Regions from separate parts of the Mus musculus genome. Here region 2 is linked to region 1. Evidence: chromatin contacts called from public HiChIP or PLAC-seq data. All regions are on one chromosome and are shown on one strand. The core of a region is the stretch at or near the end of the contact, and the rest is flanking DNA. Distances in the headings are between cores, read along the strand shown.

Evidence for each region. HiChIP or PLAC-seq counts read pairs in DNA pulled down with a chosen protein or histone mark.
Region 2: an RNA polymerase II HiChIP or PLAC-seq map of embryonic stem cells shows a contact between it and region 1, with 28 read pairs. The contact joins the enhancer-like site here to the promoter of Rpusd2 in region 1. A contact is called at or near these places in 5 of 39 promoter capture datasets (the 3T3-L1 cell line, the HPC-7 cell line, HPC-7-derived erythroid cells and 2 more), 2 of 15 datasets of contacts at CTCF or cohesin (CD8 T cells and the NIH/3T3 cell line), 3 of 484 Hi-C or Micro-C datasets (the Ba/F3 cell line, the N1E-115 cell line and embryonic stem cells), 6 of 115 datasets of contacts at active chromatin or transcription factors (CD8 T cells, the SCID.adh cell line, embryonic stem cells and 1 more) and 3 of 9 other capture datasets (adipose tissue, liver and pancreatic islet).

The regions. Positions count from the first base shown.
Region 1 is chr2:119,032,511-119,037,053 of GRCm38.p6, reverse strand. It overlaps Rpusd2 (RNA pseudouridylate synthase domain containing 2), which reads right to left and starts at 2,264. Exons shown (of 3, transcript NM_173450.3): 1 at 1,586-2,264; 2 at 1-136. The coding sequence starts at 2,230.
Region 2 is chr2:119,083,583-119,088,366 of GRCm38.p6, reverse strand. It overlaps Knl1 (kinetochore scaffold 1), which reads right to left. Exons shown (of 24, transcript NM_029617.3): 13 at 1,717-1,807; 14 at 775-891. Among named protein-coding and RNA genes, the nearest start is that of Rad51, 27 kb to the left of the region's middle. Within about 2 kb of position 1,991, at least 6 of the 459 cell types and tissues checked have an H3K27ac peak or open chromatin away from gene starts, as enhancers often do. A contact at or near this core is called in embryonic stem cells, where this site is marked.

The DNA of each region.
Region 1 (4,543 bases), core at 1,015-3,514:
GGCCACAGGGGTGCACAGGAATGGAGGACGGCTTGTCTATAACAACCACATCGTTGTTCTCAGCTAGCAGGTGGATAGGCTCTGCTGTGACTGGTGGCTCATGTCTGTGCACTGTGTTCCGCAAGAAATCATTGTCCTGTCAAAAACATACGCAACATCAGCCTGGGACCAGCAACCTATAGATAGTCAGTCACCCCAGCTCCTCAGTTCCTTACTGACACAGAGGAACGGTCACAGTAAAGCCTTCAATAGAAAAAGAAGTGGGTGTAGTAAGATCTCATTTTGTAAAAATATACACAGGCATACAGCTAGTTTTGAAAAATATACAAAGTTGATTGAATTTCTTGGTGGTGAGAATGAGTATTTTTGCTTCTTTATATACTCTTTACAATAAAGTTGTATTTTAAGATTTTTCATTACATTCATTTATGTGTGTACATGCATAACAGCGGCACACGCAGAGACAAGAGGTTGTGAGTCTTAGTGGCAAGGACCTTTACCTACTGAACATCTCACCATCCTGACAGAAATATATTTGAAAGTAAATGTCTTTTAAATAGAGAGACAACCTCTACTAGTTACGAACAAACAACACAAGTTCAGAGCTCTAGGCTCTACACACAGATTTGATACAAGCTCACTACATACTCTTGGGCAAGTCATTTTAACGCCTCTAGGACTTGGTTTAAAAACCTATGGTTTTCAAAATCTGTATGGGGAAGGTTATTTCCAAATCCTGAAATTCTCCTTTTCTCCTTACAATCTCTGTGAGCCAGTGTTAATGATAGTAGTCTCACTGAATTTAAAAAAAAAAAAAAAAGGCTGGAGAGATGGCTCGGTGGTTAAGAGCACTGACTGTTCTTCCAGAGGTCCTGAGTTCAATTCCCAGCAACCACACGGTGGCTCCCAACTATCTGAAATGGGATCTGATGCCCTCTTCTGGTGTGTCTGAAGACAGCTGCAGTGTACTAAAATAAAATAAATAAATCAAAACAAAACACCTGCCTAGTATCTATCCCTGACTTCCTAATTCTATACACATGGGAAACGAGTTTCAGTGTTAATATGAGCGCACACTTTGGGAATCGTACTGTTGCCTTACTTTGAGGTTCAGTTTGGTCACAAAGGGGAGAAGAAGCAATGCAAACTCCCCAAAGTTGCCACTTGAGTTTAATGTTAGAGTGCACAAAACGCTTAACTTTGTTCCTGATACAGTTAAGAACACATAAATGAGGTCTCTATTATTATTTGTACAGAGATATATCATGCAGGGTAGAAAGTAGGCAGTGCCCTTGCCACAAGGCAGATATTAAAGGAACATGAGAATTTCCATTTTGTTTGTTGGAAACAAACAGCCTTGCTGGCAAGGATGATCAGGTTAAGTTCTGGAGCGTGGGAAGGCTATCTAACCTACTTGGGGCTGTGGGAAGCGGGGACTAAAAGAGCACCAAGAGAAAATGAGATTGTTTCTGAATTACCATCACTTTACTCCCATACTTATAAGGTGTGTCTGAGAAAACAAACAAACAAAAAAAATCCCAAAACCTTCCCTCCTTTTCTCAAAGCTAGTTCCATCAGACACCACCTTGAGCACGATGCTGAGGTCCTGGACTGGTTCCTCGTTGAGATGCAGGCGTCCTGCCCGGACAGCGGCCTCGTAGTAAGACAGTGGCTGGGATCGGAACTCGGTGCTGAAGACGTGCAACAAGCTGCGGCCCACCCAGCGACCTTTACAGTAGGTCTGGAAGTCAAAGTAATAGGGCCGCACCTTGCGCAGGCCGCCCTCGAAGTAGTAGGTAGTCTCTGCGAAGTGCTCATCGCTAAAGCTCACCCCGGTGCGCCGTTTCTTCGGAGGCGGCACGACCCGTTCCCCAGTGGCGCCCCTCCGCTTTTTCCTCTTGCCTGAGTCGGCGACTGGAGCTGGGGTCTGCTCTCCGTTGCTCGGGAGCTGCCCTTCGCCTCCCTGGGCCTGGTCCCCGCTCTCCGGGACCTGCTTCCCTACCGCCGCCGGCTCCAGGCGCTCCAGGAGCGGCTCTCCGCTCGTGTTGCTACCAGCATCTCCATTTGGCTGAACCAAAGCCTTCAGCCCGCCCGCTGCCTCGGCTTGCGCAGACAGTGCCTCAGTCATCGCCTTCCCACAGCTACCCCAAGTCCGGACAAAGCTGTGGGACCAGAGCGCCACCTGCCACTGCACAATGTCCCGTAGGCAGCCCGGGACACCCCGCCACATGACAGCACGGCTAGCCGCTTCAGGGTCGCAATCTGATGGCGTCACAAGGTAACAACCAATCAGGAAGATCCCAGTACAGAGGCGGGTTTGCAAGAAGGGAAAAGTGAGTTGTTTTCAGAGTTAGGTGTCTGAGGAAGTCCTTGCTTGGAGTACCCTTATGCCCAAGGTCACAGGTAGACTCATTGAAGAGATCAGATGGTATTTCCTAAAGGAAATCTTCGGGAGTGCTCCACATAAAAGACTTGAATGGAGATGATGGTACACATTTCAAATAGATAAGCGCTATTTTCCTGGGTCTGTAAAAAACGCCTAAAAGTGTACTTAAAAGAGGCAGAGCCCGCAAGGTATCGCACACCTGTAGCTCAGAAGGAGCATCAGGAGTTTCAGTTCTATGGTTATTCAAGAGTGTGTCTCAAAATAAAAGCAGACAAGCAAAAGAATAGTAATTATTATTGTTTTAAAAAACGAATACAAGGCAAACAAGCAGGAAAAAAGTACCAATCAGAATGAAAGTTGCTACAGCTATGACTGTATTAGTACCAATTTGTCTACTTTGCTTTTACTTTTGAGGGACAGTGTTGGAGAATCCTAGAGTATCAAGCACTCGTTCATTTAAGTATACCCAGTACTGCTATTGTATGACTTAAAGGCTGCATATTATAGTATGTTACATACCTTGATAAAGCTATTATTATATATATTATATATTACATATTATATATAATTGTATATGTACATATGTATTATAGACATACTCCCCAGAAGCAATTTTTTTCACACCTGCCCTTCCTGCTAACAGCATGAAAAGAACTAGAGATTGCCTATTTGACTTCCATGAACTCTTATCCAGAACCACTTGCACATTAGAACTTCAAATGGATCAAAATTTTATTGCCAAGGTCTTATGTGTGTATGTGTGTGCCAGTTGCATGCACTTGTATGTATGAGTGTGTGCAAAGGTGAGAGGTCAACCTCAGATGACCTTTCTCTGGTGCCGTCCATTTTGTTTAATGAGACAGGGCCTCTCACAAGCATGTACTGCAATGCCCACCTTTTTAATGTCGGTTCTGGGGATCGAACTGAGGTCTATGTTGCATGACAAGCACTTTACCAACTGAGCCTAGCCCTTCCTTTATCTCCCTAGCCTGCTAGGGTTCTTAAATGCAAAATGCTGAAAACTGCACTGGCTAACTTCATCAGAGCAGGGATTACTGGGAGGATGTTAGTACTTCATAGGATTCATAAAAGAGTTGAAGTATAGACTGAGGAAAGAGACCAAATCAAGGCAAGCAAGGCCTCTGAAAACTATCTGTTGCTGGAGAAGAACCCCACTTGGGATGCTGCCACTGTGAGACTTGCTGCTGTGCCAATTACTCTTTGCCCCCACAACCCTTTGTCCCTTGAAAATCACTAAATATATCAGTCTCTTTGTGATCCTATCTCAAGATCTGGAATCCTACAAGGGAGCCAAACTTCCAAGAGGGACTAAATCTGTCTTTATTTTACAGAGTGCCTGGCAATAGTCAGTAATCCCATTATTCTTCACAGTGGGATTTCTCCAAAAAATGTAAATATTTGATTGCTAGTGTCTAAAAACAGGACAAGTGTCTAGTCCAGTTCAAGTATGTGAGCATGAACTTTCTCATGGGCGTTTACTATACAAAATGTTAATGTTGGCTTAGACTATTCTTATGCATTAGCCTTCTGGAGAAGATCAAGAGATGATTTTTATCTAAATGCTTCTATATATCAAAAGTCCCACAAAGGGAGGTGGACATAGGAGGACCAGAATTGTTAGGTCATCTTTGACTAAATAGAGAGTTCAAAGTTATAAACAAAAATTTCTGGGGGGAGGATATGGGGGACTTTTGGGATAGCATTGGAAATGTAAATGAGGAAAATACCTAATTAAAAATAAAAAGGTATTCAGACAATGAAAAAAAAAAGTCTCACCAAATGAAGTGAAGGACAGAAGATGTCCGTGTGGTTTTACTACAGATCAGACTGAGATACCTGAAGCTGTAGAAATCTTTATGCTGAATGCCAGATTCCTAATTACCTGCTTTTTAAAACAGAGGTTGGATTTTACACTGGCTGTGAATACCATAGAGCAGAAGTGCTTAAAAAAGAAAACACTATCTCTTGAGCATGTTGCCTTATTAAGAAATTTACATTGAGGGCTGGTTTGCACCTTTTAACTGGAGATATGACAGAGAGAGAGAAGACAGAGAGAGAGAGAGAGACAGAGACAGAGACAGACAGAGAAAGACAAATAGAGACAAAGTTAGGGAGAGAAAAAGAAGAAACTTACAA
Region 2 (4,784 bases), core at 742-3,241, 52 kb before region 1:
GCATGGATATTGATATTTATTGCTTTAAAAAGGTTAATTTTTTTCTGTGATCAGATGGACACAGGCCAAACAGAACTACAGCCTTTAAGTGTGTGTTTTAGTTAGTTTGTTTGTATTGCTGTTATTATTGAGACAGGTTCTTGCTATGTGATCCAGAACTTATGGCAATTCTCCTGCCTCAGTTTCCTGTAGGTATGTGCAACAGGCACAACTATTTTTGAATTTTTATTTCTATAAAAGATGAAACTGTATAAAACACTTCATGTACTTGTTTGCTGATACTTACTAAGCATCACCAGGCTACTGTGCTTGCTCTTGTGTGCATGCATAAATGCTGTGCTCACTGGCACGAGCATCCCACTTCTGTCTCCCAAATGGGAGACTGAACAAATGCTAAGCAAATGTCCTACCACTGAGCTACAGTCTCAGCCCTGTGTGTAAGGCCTTTTTAAAAGAAAAAGGATAAACATATGCATATACATATGCAACTGAATATGGATATAAAGAAGATAACACTGCCTTCCGTGTGAATAGGGACACAGAATCACAAGTATTTTATTTCAATATGTAAAATGGATGACAACATGTGAGACATAGGCCATATTAGTAACTATACTTCATTTAACTCCCAGTGCCAAAACCTGAAGCTTCTGGTTTCTAGAACTTCACTTTTGATAAACAAACTTTTATCCAAGCTTCATTTACATGTCTCCTAAGAAGCATGTCATATTTTATATCTACTATACATTACTATATATCAACATCTCAAATTACCTCAGCTGAATGCACCAATTTGTTATACAGAGCCACTTTTCCTTGGTGATTGAAGACTTTTGTCATCTTGGTATAACGTGATTTGATTTTGTTAAGGTAAATCCCATAGTTCTTCAGCTGTATGAGAGAGTTAAAGAGTACATGTTACTAAAAACAAATCAGAGAAGGTAAGTTAGGTCTGGGAAGGCGAGTTCAATTGCCTGTGCTGGGTTTTGCCTAATCTAGATTCCAATTCCTAAGACAAGAATTTTTCATTTGCAAATTGGCAAGCTGGAAGTCACTATACAGATCAGGCTGGTCTTAAATGTGTGCTCTTTCAGCTTCTGCCTCTAAAGTGCTGTGATCACAGGTATATGCCATCACACTTAGGCTCTGCATATCTATTTAAGAATATAATCAAAAACTTCAGTTTTGATTCTTTCACTTATTTTATAAACTAGAAAATGATTGGCTCTTAATTAACAAAACATGATTATATATTAGGGTACATGTAAAATAGCTAATCAATTAAAGGAAATCTTCATTTAAACCTAAGGAAAATGCAAAAAGAAAAAGAAGCTGGGAACATCTTATATATTTTTTACAGGTTAAATTAGATATCATACATTAGAAAGGTTATATTTAACAATTACTTGGTAATAATTAGATAAGACCACAGCAACACATTAGATCTAAGACTAAATTAAAAAAACTCCATACTATCAAGTAACAGTTCTTTTTTGCTTATTTGTTTGTTTGTTTGACACAGGGTTTCCTTGTGTAGTCCTGGCTGTACTGGAACTAGCTCTGTAGTTCAGGCTGGCCTTGAACTCAGAGATCCACCTGCCTCAGCCTTCCAAGAGCTAGCATTAAAGGTTGGGTATATCACCACAGCAGGCCAAGCAACAGTTCCAAATGTATCAAAATGTGTCAATTCTTATTCAGAAAATGGCATAAAAATACCTCTTCATCAGAGTAGTCTTTCACTTTTTCCCACAAGTTCCTATTTACATCCGCCAATAGTTTATTTTGGTTCAATGCAGATATCTTTAATCTAAAACAAACAATGTTAATACAGGATTTAGAATTCTGCTTGAATAAACAAGCTTAAACATACAGCCAAACAATTATTTCTAGTTTTTTTTTTTTTTTCCTACACAGGAGTAGTTCACTCAGGACACACAGCTAGCGTGATTATTCAACATTTAAAGAACAAAAGTTAAGAATGCAGTCGGGCACACCTTTCATCCCAGCACTCAAAAGGCAGAGGCTGGCTGATCTCTGTAAATTCAAGGACAACCTTGCCTACAGAGTGAGTTCCAGGACAGCCAGGGCTACAAAGACAAATCCTGTCTTGAAACACACACACACACACACACACACACACACACACACACACACACACACACACACACACACACACACACAGAGAATGTCACAATGTGGGATAAATTCCAGGGTCAGAGAGGCCAGAGTCCATTGGTACCTTTAGGGGATGGCAGGACTTGGAGAGGGTAGAGATGGCAGCAGGGGGGCGGGGGTAGCACCTGAATTTCTGAATTACTAAGGTTCCAGCTTCCAGGGTATTCAGCAAAAAAGGGCAAAGACTTGATTTTGAGTCTTAGGACAGATCTAGGCTGAGTCCCTGAGACTCTCAGCCTCTGTGGGCATGGTAGATTAGGCCAGGAGTCTAGTCCTCCCATCCTGGGATTCTCAAACTTTCCCCAATGACTTACTCCCACAGCCCATCATGGTGTCCCTCTGCTTGCTCTATCTTCCCAATATGTTTTGGGATTCATTCCTTGCATGACCACTAACAGCTTAGGCTCTAAACTCCAGAGGTCAGGATCCCAGCAAGTGCAGCAGCCTCTGGAGGCTGTTGAGGCTCACTTCAGCCCACCACCAATCTTCATTCAGGCAGCAGTTAACCAAGACCCTCTAGAGACCTTGCCAGTAACATTACCCCTCACTCTGAGGGCCTCCTCTCCATGACTCGAGCCAATCATTCTGAAAATTCAAGCTTCCTACCCTTTAAGGCTCCCACCCACACCTGGACGCCAACTATAGTACTCTGTTCATCTGCTCCTTGGGGTTGTTTGTTTTCTTCTGTTTGTTTTTCCTTCCTCCTCAGTTCAGGCATTTGGCTTTTCCAGAAATGACTGCCCCTAGTTCTCCATAGCCTACACTACATACGTCAAGGCTAGTGTACCTTCCTTATAAAAATCTGACTACCTCCAGGATGATGCCTTCTTACCACTACCTGTACATTGCTTATATTATTTATTGTCTTATGCAAAGCAGATACTGTACATATAGAATTGTATAAGATGGCTGCATTTGCAATCAAGGGATGGTACACACCTATATTTCCAACACTTGGGAGACTGGGGTAGGAGCATTGCCTAGAATAACTAGCCTAGACTTCGGTCTCTTTTGAGGCACTGTCTCAAAAAAACGAACAAACAAAAAAGAACTTATACATAAGTACTAATTTTAGTGATTAAGAGCTTGCTATTTGGAGGACCTGAATTCAGTTCACAGCACCTACACTGGGTGGCTCACAATTGCTATTAACTCCAGCTCTAGAAACTCCAACATCTGGCTTCTTTGGGCATCTGTTCTCTCTCTCTCTCTCTGCATCTGTGTTCTCTCTCTCTCTCTCTCTCTCTCTCTCTCTTTCTCTCTCACACACACACACACACACATACACTTTAAAATAATAAAAATAAAATTTTAAAGTAAAAAAAATTAGGAACCTTCTAAAAAGGATTCCTACACTCTGTTTGCTTACTGTAAGTGAAAGCAGTGCTTTCAGGTTTAAGATGTCATTGTATAATTGATGTGAAGTTGTAGTTAGTTTATAAGTAAAAGTTCTCAATTTAGCTCAAAGTTTATCTAATTTATACAAGATAGCATTTATAAAACACAGACAAGTTAACCTGGCACAGTGGCACACACCATGCATATTAAGGCTGCTGTGATTTCTTAGTATGAGCTATAAAACATGAGTTCTGGCCTGGCCTGGCAATGAGACATTGTTCAAAAAAGAAAACAATAAGAAAGCTGTTATACTTTCAATAGTTACTAATAAATAGGGGAAGTAAATCTCTATCTAAAACAAAGAAGACACTTGTGATACTGAGAATTAGGCTAGACCCTTATGCAAAATTATGCAAGTGCTCCACTGAATGATATATATCCTCAACACAAAATTATAAAATATAATGCCGGGCATGGTGGTGCACACCTCTAATCCCAGCACTCGAGAGGCAGAGGCAGGCGGATTTCTGAGTTCGAGGCTAGCCTGGTCTACAAAGTGAGTTCCAGGACAGCCAGGGCTACACAGAGAAACCCTGCCTCAAAAAAAAAAAAACCAAAAACAAAACAAAACAAAACAAATTATAAAATATATCAAGCAACAAAACAAATCTAAACAAGATCTACTTTTTAAGGCTAGATTCCATTTTTTTAAAGATTGATTGATTGATTGATTGATTGATTTATGTATACTTGAAGGAGTTTATGTACACTATGTACATGAAAGAAACCAAAGAGTTAAGGAGAGGGCATCAATCTCCTGACTGGAGTTGCAGGCAGTAGTGAGCTTCTTATGATCATACTCACTAGCAACCTGTCCAGGCACCTGCATTTCACTTTCTAAAACAATATTAAGAATCTTATCTGTCTTATTCAGTGATGAGCCCTAGTAATTAATGTAGATTCTGGTAAACAGCAGGTGCTACATAAATATGTTGAATGAACAAAGAAGAATCAGACAATTGGTCTACCATCATTTTTTGTTTGTTCCTTCTTTTCCCCTTGTTTGTTGAGTACACAATGTGTATATGTGCACATTAGTGTGTGTCTATGGGCATGTGTGTGGAGGTCAGAGGACAATCTTGTTATCACCTGTTTAAGGCCCGAATCCCTTTTTTGTTTTTCTAATGCTGTGTATAGCAGGTCACATGACCCTTGAGCAGCTAGGGTCTCTTGTCTCTGCCTCCCATCTTCCGGTAGGAGCTCTGAGATTG